Linked DNA regions of Callithrix jacchus: region 2 is linked to region 1. The links are chromatin contacts, called in public Hi-C maps. All regions are on one chromosome and are shown on one strand. Each heading gives the region's core, a stretch centred on a gene start, on an enhancer-like site or on the middle of the called end of the contact. The rest is flanking DNA. Distances are from core to core; before and after follow the strand shown.

What was found. A called contact is a pair of places that touch in the nucleus more often than the background predicts.
Region 2: a contact with region 1 is called in a Hi-C map of skeletal muscle, with 2.2 times the contacts expected there. The contact joins the promoter of COL4A2 here to the enhancer-like site in region 1. A contact is called at or near these places in 2 of 3 Hi-C or Micro-C datasets (induced pluripotent stem cells and skeletal muscle).

What each region holds. Positions count from the first base shown.
Region 1 is chr1:25,812,622-25,815,321 of calJac240_pri, reverse strand. The region is part of intron 2 of COL4A1 (collagen type IV alpha 1 chain); the gene reads left to right. Among named protein-coding and RNA genes, the nearest start is that of COL4A1, 67 kb to the left of the region's middle. Within about 2 kb of position 1,296, at least 1 of the 16 cell types and tissues checked has an H3K27ac peak or open chromatin away from gene starts, as enhancers often do. A contact at or near this core is called in skeletal muscle, where this site is marked.
Region 2 is chr1:25,879,506-25,882,205 of calJac240_pri, reverse strand. It overlaps COL4A2 (collagen type IV alpha 2 chain), which reads right to left and starts at 1,421. Exons shown (of 48, transcript XM_035293939.3): 1 at 1,178-1,421; 2 at 765-852; 3 at 600-654. The coding sequence starts at 808. It overlaps COL4A1 (collagen type IV alpha 1 chain), which reads left to right and starts at 1,546. Exons shown (of 52, transcript XM_017970460.4): 1 at 1,546-1,769. The coding sequence starts at 1,686.

The DNA.
Region 1 (2,700 bases), core at 47-2,546:
TGGAATGCGAATCTGCTGCATTAAATCACTGCTTTACTTAGGAGCCACAGCGGAACACCTTCTATCCGCATGCGGGCTATTTTGATATTCCCAAATGTCTACACATTAAATCAATTTTACTCTGTTGTTCCTAAAAACAGGACAGTAGTAGGCCCAGCTCAGAGGCAGTGAAATTTACCTGGCTGGGTCAGAATGTCACAGCCTTAGGAATTCGGGGATCATTTTCCCCAGGTCTCTCTGAGGAACGCGTTGACACTATTATTTGCAAACCACCGGTACCCTCAACAGAAACTGGAATGTCTCCGGTGCAAACTGGAACATCTCTTTTGACTAAGTCCTGCTTTCTACAGAGATACGACGCCATGGGCAGGATTCTTACATTCTGCAGATACCGTAAATACATCTCAGCGCAAATCATCGCAGGTTTTACAGTCTCATGGTTTTCACGTAATCAGTAAATACGAGGTCGTTGGATCTGAGGTCATCAGTTAAGTTCGGCTTCTACTGGGTTTCACACAATCTCTGCTGAGTTGTTTACTTTCGCTCTTGCCTGACAGGCCACTCCTATCTTCAGACGTTTTCTGTTAGGTAATTAATTTGGACTCGCACACAGTGGCTCTGTGCTCCCCCGGGGACACGGCAGTGTGGGAATGCTATCTCCTTACACTGATTAGGATTTTGAATGCTTGCCTTCACAGAAATAGCCAAAAGTTAAGCTCTTCTTTTGCTTGGTAATCTGATTTTCTCAACTATTTAAGATAGTAGGAAAGGCAGAAGTTACTGCTTTCTGCTAAGGAAATTAACCGTTTCTGTTTTGCTAAAACAGCGTTTTCACAAGGTGTCTTTCAAATAATCTAACCTGGGAGCCCACGTTTCCATGACACTGTCACCGTAATCTGTGTCCCTGCAGTGTCCAAAAAAGGGAATTTAAAGCTAAACTGGAGAGGGAAGGCTGATGGACATAAGTAAATAACAAGGTGAGGGTAAATTGTCAGATTCCAGGAGAAGCAGCTGAGAAAACAGATACTGCCGTTTTTCTGAGAAGGAAGTGATCCTGGGACCTGGAGCATAAAATCAAGTGACAGCTTTCCAGCTGCAGTGGGACCCCAGCCCCTCACATCTTCGCTAATTCACCAGACTTGCTTGCATACAGACCAGGGTCATGTGTTACACATATGTGTGAAGACGCATGTTAACTGAACTGCGTTCTTCAGAGAAAACAGCTCTTGGGACCAGTGGATGAATGCTGTCCCAGCAAACATTTGCTGGTTTCTCCTGTAGTGACTCTTGAAAGGGACATTCCCAAGCCAGTCTTGGGAGCACAGTCTTAAGCAGATGCGTAGCCTTGCTAGTGAATAGTGACAACTGTGTGGCTATCTATATCTTCTTGTAATACTTTACCCTGCTGATACCCAGATCCTCGGCAGAGATGGAGAGAAGCGGCACACTATCCTGTTGTTACTGATTAGGCTGTGAATCACAGCTCCTGTCCACGTTGGCTGTGCACTCCACCAGTGTTGTCCTCAGGACAAGCAAAGATTGCTTTCCAAGCAGAGGTCTTTGAAAATGGTATTGCTGTCTGTCTGTCTAAAACGTGTACCTTATCTGATTTGAAAGGGCTGGAGGAGTCTGTGGCCAATCTGGAAGTAATTTCATTTCTGGCCCGGGAAATCTGGGAAGAATTTAATGTTGCCTATGGCTGAGTTTCTACAGGATGCCCTTTCCCTTGCTATGGCGAATAGTTTGTAGCTTGACCAGCCATTTAGTGCCTGGGTATTTGACACGGTCAGTGCATGTCTACGACACACCTTTGTATAAACCTGTCTCTTTGCATCTCAACATGTGGCTCTAGCTGCTGCTTTTACACAACAGATCTAGGTCAGGACAGGAAAATCCTGGCTTGGGAGTGTGAGAGCAAGAAAGAGAAAGAGGCCGCGCCTTGGGCCAGGCCTGGGTCTGAGTGTGTTTTACGCCCTAACCCTAACCCCTTGCACGTTGTTACAATATCTATTGTACAGCGGAAGAAACCAGCCAGCCCAGGCTTTTCCCGCTTGGTGGTATTGACAGGTGAGTGGGATGATTTTTGGTTGTGGGTCTGTCCTGTCCATCGTAGGCACTGAGCAGCATCCCGGCCCTATCTATTAGATGCCATAAATGTATCTCCAGGTGATGCTAAGTGTCTCCTGGTGGGGAAAGGGGCCTGCAGACTCACCCTGGATTGAGAACTGTTGGCCTGACCCCATCTTTTATAGCTAATAAAAGACAAATAACAGGATTCAGACACGAACCAGAGCACGACTCAGTTTCCTTCAGATAAGCAGATCCTAATCTGAGGGAGTCGGGCCAGTTGAACACACAGCTCAGAATATCCCAACATCTTGAGCAAGTTCCTTTTCTCTATCTAACTGACTCCATGGTAGATACCCCGCTCCCCTGGCCACGTGCCAAGGACAGCAAGCCTTCCGAAGCGTTTCTCTAATGGTCAGGGATGGGGAGGATTGCTGGAGGACTGCCAAGAAATGAACCTGTTCCTCTGGGGCCATGGGCAGGCCTCTAGTTCCTGTTCTAAAGGAGTTGATGTGGGCCTCTAGGCTGGCAGGTCAGGAGGAGCGTGTTATTTGTTGAACCAGATGACTGGAGGCTCCTCCAAAGGGGTCAACGTGGGCCTCCAGTCTGGCTCAACAAGTAACTCACAGCAAG
Region 2 (2,700 bases), core at 172-2,671, 67 kb before region 1:
CAACAGGGTCCCAGGGTGGCGCCCGGGGCCGGTCTTCCAGGGCCGGACCAGGACTCCGGAGAAAACGCGGTTTTTCTGCCACTGTTCTATCGCAATGGTTCAGTTCAAACAATACTAAGGTTGTCTTGTTCGCCTCCTCGCCCCGCCCCTTTACCCAGAGCCTCCCATTTAAAAACACAAAAAACCCTCAGCTCTTGACAGAGCCTCCCCACCAGCTCCCGAGTTCCAGGAAAACTTTTTCTTGCCCTAAGCCTGGCGCCTCACTGCCAGGGACTGACACTCTCCCCTCGCCTCTGCGGCTGCAGCTTTGTTCAAAGCTAGTAGACGGTGCATTAGGCTAATTTAAAGTTCTCAGCTTTAGGGCCGACGCCTGCAAAGCACAGGATTGACGCAGGGAACCCCTGGGAAGGAAAGGTGGAACACATCACGCGGGAAGAGCGAGCTTTCTCAGAACCTGGGTGGGCAGGCTGGCGGACACCGCTCGCGCACACACAAGCTCGGGAGCGCCCGGACGGGCTGCCTTCTGCAAGGCCACTCAAACGTCCCCACCACTCTAGGGCGCGCAAGTCCAAGCGCGTGGGGTCGGGGCCAGGACTTACCGCCAAGACGCTCTGGGAGAGGAACCCCACGGTCACGGTCCCCAGCAGCAGCCACCTGAATGGGAAAGGGAGGGAGAGGGACATGAACGCGCGGGCCCGGCTTGTCAATCCCCAAGAGCTATACAGAAAGGGGGACCCACGGGGACCAGGCAGAAAGTCGCTTACCGTGGTAGGGCAGGGCCGGCCGCCGCGCGCTGGTTTCTCCCCATGCTGGCGGTGAGTCCGCTCTGGGCCGCGGTCAGTCCCGCTTAGCCTAGAGGCGAGAGACAAAGCGAGTTCAGCGCAGGATGAGGGAGGCAGCCCATCCTCACCGCCGGTCTCGGTCCGCGAGACGCGGGGACAGCGCGGGGCGCCCCGCATGCAGGGGTGACCGGAGGGCCGTCCCGCCACGACCCGGAAAGAAGGAGAACCTCCCGTTAGGCCCCCGTGTGTGCTGCTTGGCCGAGAAGCCCCGTCCCCGCTCTCCCACCCTCCCGGTTTCTACTCCCAAGCAGGAGCACGCAGCCCCAGACCGCACAAGGCGCCCAAGCCCGAGCTCTCCGGCCAAGGTCTGGGCGCCGCTCGGGGGTCGCTCTCACCTCGGGCTCGGCTTCAGGGGCTGCGGCCCGCGCGCATTGGCCCTTCCAGAGGCACCCGCCGGCGCACACCCACAGCGCGGCCGCCCTCACTGGGCTCCCTGGGCGCCGGCTTCGGGGTCTCGGGCGGCCTCTCTGGGTCCTCGCCCTGGATCGGCGAGAGCGCGGGCGCAGGGTGTTGGGACGCGGGAGCCCCTGGGTGCGGAGCGCAGAGCCCTGGTGTCCCGGCGCACGGCGGCCACACTCCCTGGCTGCGCGCTCCCGCCGCCTCTTACCCGCGCCGCAGGGTCCTCCCCTTTGAGGCGCCGCCCGCGCAGCGCCAGGGGGAGGGGGCAGCGGCAACAAATTGGGGAGCTCGGCCCGCCGCGCTCAGGTCTCCGCTTGGAGCCGCCGCACCCGGGACGGTGCGCAGCGCTGGAAGCCCGGCCTTCCGAGAGCGAGCTGCCCGCCGCGGCCCCCGCACGCCTGGCCTCCGTCCCCTGCCGTCCACCGCCGCCTCGGGCGCGCCACCATGGGGCCCCGGCTCGGCGTCTGGCTGCTGTTGCTGCCCGCCGCCCTTCTGCTCCACGAGGAGCGCAGCCGGGCCGCTGCGAAGGTGAGTCCCAGGCCGGCTCCGCTCCCCGCGTCCCGCCCTGAGCCCGGGTGCCCCGAGAGGCCCCTTTGTCCGCTCCGGGAGCCGCCCGCCTGTCCCTTAGGGGTCGCGCGTGGCACGGCTAGGTGCATTCTCTGGGCCAGTGCTCGCTGGGGGTCCCTATGTGCTACAATCGCGCATCGGTGGACCGAGCCTCCTTTGTTATGGTGTGGGTACTGGAGAGTTAGGGAATTCCTCCGGGGAAAGGAGGAGAAACAGCCCGCACTGTGGCGGGGCGACGGTGCCCGGGATTCGGCGGGATTTGAACCCGCGTCGCAGGGATGCTCAGCAGCTGGGCGCCTTCACCCGCCCCGGGTGCGCGAGGGAGTTGGGGGTTGGCGGGGCGGGAGCGCGCACTGGGAGCTTGTAGCCCAGAGCGTCTGGGAAGAGCTTTGGGCGTATTTCTCCTTGTCTGGAGACCCTGGTGACCGAGGCTGAAAAGCTCTGGGCCCTTTGCCTGGAAACAGCTGTATCTGAGCTTTCCCACGACTGCTGCCTAAGGCGCGCTCCAAGGCAGAAATGGGGCTCTTCTGGACGCCCGGCTTGAAGAAGCCATCATCCTCAACTCGTTGCCTTCTATTAATATATTTTTCTTAAAAATTACAGCCACATTCATATTTGAACATGAAACCAAAGTGAAACTCCATGTCATTGTTCCATGCACAAATTGTTTTTCTAGTTTTCATTTCCTCTGGTTATGTGCTTGCCCAGAAAGGATCTGGGAGATCGGTTTGCAGGAGTCGAGGCTTCCAGCCCTGGACAAGCCTGGACTGACTGTTGTTTCCTTTTTTCCTTCCCCTCCGAGAAAGTCAGGGCTTCAGCTGTTGCTCAGTGTCACAGCCATGCAGTCCCAAGGGCCGGAAGGTGTGGCTTCTGAACCCTTTTTGCAGTTTTT